Regions from separate parts of the Zea mays genome. Here region 2 is linked to region 1. A link is a contact called in public Hi-C data. All regions are on one chromosome and are shown on one strand. Each heading gives the region's core, a stretch centred on a gene start, on an enhancer-like site or on the middle of the called end of the contact. The rest is flanking DNA. Distances are from core to core; before and after follow the strand shown. Region 1 holds the start of LOC100278051. Region 2 has its middle 53 kb from the start of LOC103626959.

Region 1 (4,283 bases), core at 494-2,993:
GTTTGAGTAGAGATAAGAAGAAGAAAGCAAGTCCTTTTCACTTGATTGCTTTGTAAAGATATAGAATATATTAAGAGCAATATTACAAGTGAATTTGAGAGACACGGGAAGGGGGAAAATTAACAAGTCGCTTCTAGGTATGAAAACAGACAAAAATAGTCGGAAAAACCCTCTCCCATTCAAGTTCCTGTATTTTTTTTTATCAAAAACAGGAGCTGGAGCAAGATGGCCGGTTTTTTTTATCGAAAACAGGAGTTGGAGCAGGATGGCCGGAAACGGTAGCGGGATATATGATTACATGAACGGATTACAACGAACAGATACACAATGAAAATAGACGGTAACTGAAAACGTTAGCCGGATTATGTAATATCGTATCAAGATATCAACCATTAAACTTATATCTCATGTCTCAGGCAATGCACGCTCCATGGCTCCAATACTCCAACTAACCAAGAAAAAATGACCAAAATGAACAAAGTCAGAACGAAACCAACGCCAAAACTAAAACAAAAATGTGGAAAAAGATACACACACCAAAACATAAACGAAAAGAAACTCTAGATAACGACGACTAGTTATTAGAGGCTTTAATCTCTCCTTCGTTCTGCTCTCTTAGTTTGAAAACACGCTGCATACGTATATGACCATGGCGTGGCAATCTGTGTCACTCATGGATGTTTGGTTTATTGCTTCACTTGCCACAATTTACCACATTTAAGATTAGACAAGTTTGACCAAGTTAGATATATATTTGGTTTAGAGCACAATTATGAATAGATTTTTCTCCAGCTATGTAGATCCAACTCGTCAATGACTTATAAAAGTGTAACAAGATTTCCTTAGACTTAGTAAAGTGTGGCACATAATTTAAGCGTCTAACCTTAGACACCTTAGACAAATATGACATAAAAATGTGTGACAATTTTTTGGTAACTTAGATATAGAACTAAACAGGCCCTCATTTAGGGACTTAGGGTTTCCCAATCTTCAGTTCATCACTTCGACAGATAGGCCGTAGACGGTAGCCGGTAGGATTTAGGCTCCTGTTGGGCTCCGGTGTGTGTGGGTTTGTGGCCGTGTGCCCATTTGAGAGTGTGGTTTGTCATCTTTGGGCTTAGATGTCCTAGATTCCGAAAATAAGGACTGAACCGTTCCGGCACGTACTCTTCTGGTGTCTGTACCGTTTTCGGGTTTTCCGAGCGGACGAAACAGGACTAATTAAGTTCCTTCTTTTAACCATAATATCACATTTGTCTCTACGTATTTTAGAAGAACTCTTTGTAATTATTTATATCGTCTTACTCATATATATATTTTTTGTATTGCTATTGAAGAGCAAAGAATCTATCATTTTGCAATTAATTATGGTGATCTAGTCCCATGTGCAACATTCCACTCCGTTGTCTAAAGTTGACTGGGAGTCGAAAAGGAAAAAAATATCTCGAGCACTCTGTGAACACAAGCAAAACAATTCTTATCTCAGCGGATATCCAGGATTGGTTCTTCCAGAACCCTCAACCAGAAATTTCCGACACTACTATATAAAACGGAGTAGTAAAGAAGCCGAAGAAAATAGAGGAAATGGATTGAAATCCCAGAAAACCACACGGCACTGAGCTGCCCCGGGTCACAGGCTCGCAGCGAGTGCGTGAGGCGGCCGTTGCCCCCACTTCGGCCTTGTATTTTCCCGAAAACTATATATACCTCCGCGCTCCCTCCCCTTTCCCTTTCCTCCGTCACACCCACCCACCTCCGCCGCTCACAAGCCCTAGATGTCCCCCCTCTCCTGCCCCCGCCGCGCCGCCGCCGCCCGCGCCACGGGCCGATCCCACCAGATCTCGCGCGAATCGGAGGCCCCGCTCCTCCCCGTGGCCCGATTCTCCGCCCGCGCGACCAGGAACGGCGCTGATTTGAGCCGGTTTTGGAGGTGAGGTGGGGGTGCGATTTCGGTGGTCCTGGGCCTTGCGGGGCCGGGTGGATGGATGCGGTGGAGCTGCCGTTACCAGCCAAGGTGGAGTTCGGGAAGATCCTGGCGCCGGCAGCTGCTGTGGAGGGGGTGGATGGGGCCGTCGTCGGTGGTGGCCCCGGAGGTGGGAGCGGGGAGGTGCTCAGGAGCTGCGCCGACGCGGATCAGCGTCACGGTGGTGGTATTGCCCCTCTTCTTCCTTTCCCTTGTCGTATGTTTGGCTGGGGGCCGTGTTGTTGTCGTCACGGTGGAAGGGTTGGGTGTGATTTGAATTTTTGGTGGGGGAGTTAATTTCACTCCTCGTCTGCCTGCTTGTATTATGTAACTCCGCTGCATCTGCTGCTGTTATTAATGGGGGTGCTATAGTTATTTAGCAGGTGGCAAGTAATTTCCATTTCTGTGGTGGAGGTGGAGAGGGAGGACTGCGCTTCCATTTTGTGTCTGGATTGTTTTGTTGCTAATTGGTCATGTTTGCTTGGAGGAAGATGAGTTTGTGGCTGCCGTTCAGAGATGTATGTTAATGAATTATATGGTACAGGAAGGGGAAGCCAGTTCGATTACTTACTTAGCAGATTAGTGATCTCTTTCCACCATGATGCCTGCAGCTTTGATGTTTTTTTCGTGTATTGGCTGATCTATTGCTTGTGGTCTGTGTTGGTTATATGCGCTTGTCTGCAATAGATTACATATTATTCTCTTTTTTCTTGGCAGCTTGTAAATGCTGGTGGCTGTGTACATAGTCCTTTTTATGTGATCTTGAGGTGCTTGGAATTGGTTGTCTAGTGCCCTTGTTATCTGGTAGACTATAGTTGTCTTTTCTAGTTGTCGTGGTGGCATTTACATGGTTCAGTTGATCAGTTCATTTCAAAACTGGTCTTCTACTTTTGCTGTTGCACATGTCCCCTTCCTTCAAAGCCTTCTTGCTTTGTTTGATTTCATGAAACCTTTTCTTTTGTGTACCATGCCCATCATCTTTGTCGTTGTCTTCTCGTACTGTATTGGTGGTTTTATTTACAATAGAAGTGCATATGCTATATTTTATGCCCGTTTACTTATGTTGCTTGACTTGGTGCTTCTTTGATATTCCCATTTCCTGTCAAGAAATCCTCAAATATTTATGTTGTGATCCTCGAATCTGTTCATGATTGTTTGCGAGTGTTGTTATTGGGAAAACTGGGCAGAATTTGCAACAATTCAACCATCCAAAAAGCTGGCTACTGCTTTGTGCTGAGCAGGTTCCTTTCGGGACAAGCTATTATTTTGTTCGATCGCTCTGCTGCATGTACATTGGAGCCAATTCCTTGGAGCTCCTTGCAATTGAAATTGAATAATTGTTCTCAGACGAAACTCATGCAGTAACCTTTCCTTATTTGAACATGAAACCAAACACTGCACTATAGTTGGCTTGCACCCCGATTCTGGTTGTATGTTATGCAGACTGCATTTTACTTGGTTGCATATTGGATTTCCAGCAATGAAGTTTTGTTCATTTTTTTTGTCTATTTGTGTTTCTTTGTGAATAATGTGTGTTTTCTGTTAAGATCAATTCTATTTTCCTCTTTAATTTTTTATTTTTTATATTTTTGGGGACATGCAAGAGAGCTGTTCCGTCATTTATCAGAGAATCAAAGAAGGACCACTCCCTTACAGAGCCTTAGGGGTGTTCATCAAACTTGGACACAAACGCACAAACACTGGTTACCCTTGCTAATTGTGATATTTACATGCATGGTTTTATTTACTGCTGTATGTACTTCGCACTTGCATTCCTTTCATGTATTTTCATTTGCCATAGACTGGGGAGATAGGTGGAACTTAACTTTTTAATGGGTGTTTTACTATCTATTTTGTCTCCTCATTTTTCTATACATCTAATACAATTTTGTAATGGAAAGTTTCAGAATGCAGCTGTTGTGTTGTGGTCTTTGTTCTCTCTTCTTTTAAAACCTTATATAAATTCATCTTTTCTAGTTTTTCTATGGAGTAATGTGTTTTACTTTAGAGGAATTTTAATCATGGTTCTTAAGGTGCTATGGCTGAGTTGTAGCGAGCCAGCTTCTTCCAAGGTGATGTTTGGTTCATATATTGTTAAGGGAATGGTAATGGGATCCCTTACCGGCGGTAATGGTCACTAGTTATAATTGGATTGGATATTAGTACCTAGTATTACTAGAAAGAACTCAACCAAACATAAGTATCGGTATCCATTACCTCGTGTAATCCATTTACATTACATTTCGGCGAACCAAACACTTAGCAAATGTCTATGTGATGCCTAGGCGGTGATAAGGCGAGGAAAGGCTACGCCATAGTG
Region 2 (4,632 bases), core at 582-3,081, 160 kb before region 1:
TGACTGCCTGTCAGCCTCACTCTGTCAAGTGGCACAGCAGTCGGAGCGGCGCAGGCGGCGCTGTCCTTCTGTCAGGCCGGTCAGTGGAGCGGCGAAGTGACTGCGGTCACTTCGGCTCTGTCGACTGGAGGACGCGCGTCAGGATAAAGGTGTCAGGCCGCCTTTGCATTAAATGCCCCTGCGATTTGGTCGGTTGGCGTGGCGATTTGGCCAGGGTTGCTTCTTGGTGAAGACTGGGCCTCGGGCGAGCCGGAAGTTTGTTCGTCGCTGGAGGGGGGCCTCGGGCGAGACGGAGATTCTCCGGGGTCGGCTGCCCTTGCCCGAGGCTGGGCTCGGGCGAGGCGTGATCGAGTCCCTCGAATGGACCGATCCCTGGCTTAGTCGCACCCATCAGGCCTTTGCAGCTTTGTGCTGATGGGGGTTACCAGCTGAGAATTAGGAGCCTTGAGGGTACCCCTAATTATGGTCCCCGACACTTTACTAAGACACAAGTAAACCACTGCATCATATTGGATTTTATTTGTTTGTGCATTCAAAACAATAATAACATAGATAAAAATATTACAAAGAGTGGAGAATTTGGATTTAACCCCAAAAGTGCGAATTGGGGAAATTGGAAATAATATAGAAAGAGAGAAATGCTATACAAAACAAAATAAAATAAAAATATTATAAATAAATAAATAATTACCATTCTATGTGTAAATTGAACATTTAAATGTGAAGACGAATTGGCCACACACTTTGAATTTAAATTTGAATCCAAATTGAATTTGGAAATAGAGAAAAGGAAATAGAGGGTAAAAAGAAAAGAATAAAACGAATCTGACCTAAGCGGGCCGACAGCTACTATTCTGGCCCATAACCACCTTAACTCCCTCAGCGCGGCCCAGGCGAGTGTGTCGTGTGTGCTGCGGATCGCTGGTGGGTGGACCCGGTGAGTCAGCACTCCGTGTGACCTATCGTTCACTGACGGGTGGGTCCAGGAGTCAAACGGCGATCCGAGAACCCCGCGGGCGGGCGTGGTCACTGCGGCCTGGGACCCACTGGTCATCCTCTGTCGCCATTGCTCGCGAAATCCACCTGCTACACCGACTTCCGCGCGGCCATCTCCCACCGCGAGCTCAGGAGGCCGTTGCGGAATCAACCTCCTCCGCATATAAGCGCGTGCGCCGCTTCTGGGACTAGCTTCTCGCGAACTTATTAGGGCCCAAGCTGAGAAGGAGAGAGAGAACCATGCCCCTGCGTCAAGTAAACATCCGCGCCGCCACCAGTCTGTTCTTCGCCGTTGGCCGGGATCTTGGGCTGGGTCGTGGGCTTGTGCGTGCCATCGGGGGGTTGTATGTGGCGTTCGCGGGTGGAATCAATCACCAGGCAACCGGGAATTGTTCGCCGAACCTTGCCTTCCGCCATGAAGCTGCTCCACCCCGTGGACGTCACGCCTGCACACGCAATTCCCGGTATGGAAACTTTGCCCAGGTCCGCTTTGATTACCACAACATGTAGAGCCGTTGAATTGAAATTTGGTGCGCCTATACCGAGGATTAGCCTCGTCGGCGATGGCCACCTCCGCCGTTTTCTGTTTTGGAAGAGAGGGTCGGGAGGAGGAAGATGGGATGTGGGCAGTCGATGGATAGATCAACGGTCCAGAGTGTGCCACCGTATAAAAAAATCTGGGCCATTGAATTGATCACGACGGGTGCATATGCGGTCGTAGGCGTTTTAAATCGAGATCATTGAATGCAAATGGAACGGACAAGATTATTGGTAGGGCGGATGTATCGCTGGGCCGATTCGGGCTCTTGGATTCAGATCGGGCGGCGTGGGTGTTGGGCGATCTAATCGGCACCGTTCGTTTCTAATCGGACGGCCGTAATCGGCCAATACCCCTTCGCCATGCCACTTTGCAGAAAACCCCATATAATTTTAGAGAACAAACCCACAGTACACCCTGTACAGCGCAGGAATTCTTGCACGCTAGCCCCTATGCTTCTGATTAATTGGTGCGCGGTCCAGATAGATCTAAAATCTATAGACTTTATTTAGAAAATGAGTTTTTAATAGGAAACAATTCCTAGAATTTGTATAATTAATAGAAAATGCATATGAACTCCAAATTGGTCCATTCCAGTTCCTAATTTTTTGTAATATTATTGTCTATCCATTAGTGCCACTGTTTTGGCATGAAAGACACATAAAAATTTATCTATTACTTGATCTTGTATTAAATGCATAAAACCTTGGGAAATTCATATCTTAAAATCTATAACTCCAAAATTATTAATTCTTGTTCCTATGATATCATTTTAATGTGTATATTATTATTATGTATTTTGTTTACATGTTTGGTATGATGTTAATTTTCTCTTTATACTATGTATGTTTGTATTGATGCGAGTAGATGAGCAAGCCACAGAGGATCCTGGTGCCCAACAGATAGAAGTTGCTGAGCAGGAGCTCATTGAAAGCAAGTTGTGCCCTTGATCACTTCCTTTTTACCCAGTCATGTTCTTATTAATCATAATGATCTGCATAGGTTAATTTTGATGGGATCCAATAGGTTACCCAGTTTTGGCTATCTTTATACCTTGTTTTACCACTGAATATTTTTGGGTAGTATATGCTATTGCTTTATATGGTTTTGGGTATGGAGATATACATCACTCATTATTACACTTTTTATTATCAGTTTATTATTTACTGTTCATGATAAGATCATTATGTTAATGGGAACATGGAGAACCACTCGGGAAAACAGTGCTACCACAAGGGTTTAATGGGACACCCTTGGCTGATTAACTAGGAAAGCTAGTGGATGACTACCTTACCCGAAAGGGGCAAGGGCAGTAGGGGAGTGGTTAGTGTAGGAAGGCCCTTGGGTTGATTTTGCTGCGATGGCAGTCAGGCGAGGGATTCCTGCACTGGAGCTTCCTATAAACTGTAGCGGGCCACCCCTCAAGAAAGAAAGGCAGGACGTGACAAAAGCTGCCCAAATGAGGGACTATTTACACGGAGGCACAAGGCGTGGCAAAGCGGGTTAGACATCGAGCACCGCGTATGAAAAGCAGTGATGTTTTAGCACCAAATACGCGAGGTTGTGGAAGTACACACTAGGATAAAAGGTAGCGTCCGATTCTTCATCAGCACTCGAGGAAAGACATTCTCCCCTCGGGGGTTTGGGGGCTACTATCGGGGATATGAACCCTGATCCCTGGAGCCCATTGGTCAGCGAGCACACCAAGGAAAATGCCTCCGACAACTGGGGCCCACTAGTCAGTAGGAGGAGATAGGTAACGTCTACCTTGGAAGAGCCCGCCCCGGACAAACCCCGTGGCATAGAAACTGGGGTTGGGCATGGCGGAACCAGACAGGGGGGTCGGGTGTGTCGAAGGGAAACCACTCGAGTGGATCACACGCTTGGCTCGAGACCGACTCGTCATAAATGACCAACCGCATTAACTGCGCCTGACGCCGAGCAACAGCGGACGTGTCGGTCTACCTCGCACTCATGACCTACAAACCCCTCGAGCCATAGAGCACTCATGACCTATGATCCCCTCGGACTACGACACATTTATGGCATGCACGTCCCCCAGCCTGTGGCACACTCATGGCCTATCGGGACTAGGCCTGAACGAATAGGCTGCTAGAAGGGCGCAACACAACGAGTCGCATCGAGCCCCAAGCTACGAAGGCCAGGGGTCGACATAGCCCACATGATGGTGCGTGGGCCCACGCTGCTCATGCCGTCCATAATAAAGAATACGAGACAGCCCAGCAATCGGCTTTACCACATGGTAAGATGCCTAGTTTTACCATCGCCGATGGCTCCTTCTTGAGGAAGCCATCACGGGCCGACCCCCTCCTTGGCCAATAAAAGGAGGAGGCCATCCCCCAGACTCGGGAGGTCCTTTTCTCCTAGGAGAATAAGGCATGGAAGTGACTTCTTCGAGCACACACCCAGAAGGATGGACCCCAAGGAAGACAACACCCAGAAGACCGGTGAACATGAGGAGGACCTGGAGGCCGGAGCCCCGTCGCCAAACCAAGACTTAGCTAGGACTCGACCTTGTAACAACCTCCACCACGAACAAGAGACTTGGGAGCATCTCTTCCCTTTCTCGCCTTGCTTGTAACCCCTATTACGAGCTTTCATCATCAATGGTGTCGGTAGCGCAAGCCACCGAGGACTGGATGTAGGGACGTTCTGCCCGAACCAGTATAAATCTTATGCCCACCGTGCACATCTTGTAGAGCCCGGAACGCGCACAATAAATTTTCTTGTTGGAGCGAGGTTTGAAACACTGACACATGCCTTTTTTCTAGATAGTTTTTTGTTGCCCACATATTAGAACAAACCGAACATAAATTGATTGTTTGAGACTATAAACGAATTCGAAAGAAAAGGTTGTCAACTACAAAGTTGCATAAGTTATTAAGATCTACAACTTTTATTTTGATACCTTTTCCATCTGAGCTTGTTTGCAAAAATTTACATTTTAAATTTGACAGATTCAAATGCAATTTTGAGAGCCCAAATGATTTCAAAAGAAAACGTTGCCAGCTACAAAGTTTCATAACTTTTAGAGATCTACGACTTTTATTTGGTTGGTTTTTCGTACGAGGTCATTT

The links. Hi-C and Micro-C count contacts between places; a contact is called where the count stands out from the background.
Region 2: a Hi-C map of endosperm shows a contact between it and region 1, with 2.1 times the contacts expected there. The contact joins the enhancer-like site here to the promoter of LOC100278051 in region 1. A contact is called at or near these places in 3 of 25 Hi-C or Micro-C datasets (endosperm and leaf).

What each region holds. Positions count from the first base shown.
Region 1 is chr5:140,681,419-140,685,701 of Zm-B73-REFERENCE-NAM-5.0, reverse strand. It overlaps LOC100278051, which reads left to right and starts at 1,743. Exons shown (of 6, transcript NM_001354131.1): 1 at 1,743-2,150. The coding sequence starts at 1,982.
Region 2 is chr5:140,845,655-140,850,286 of Zm-B73-REFERENCE-NAM-5.0, reverse strand. No RefSeq gene overlaps it. Among protein-coding and RNA genes, the nearest start is that of LOC103626959, 53 kb to the left of the region's middle. Within about 2 kb of position 1,831, at least 17 of the 20 cell types and tissues checked have an H3K27ac peak or open chromatin away from gene starts, as enhancers often do. A contact at or near this core is called in endosperm and leaf, where this site is marked.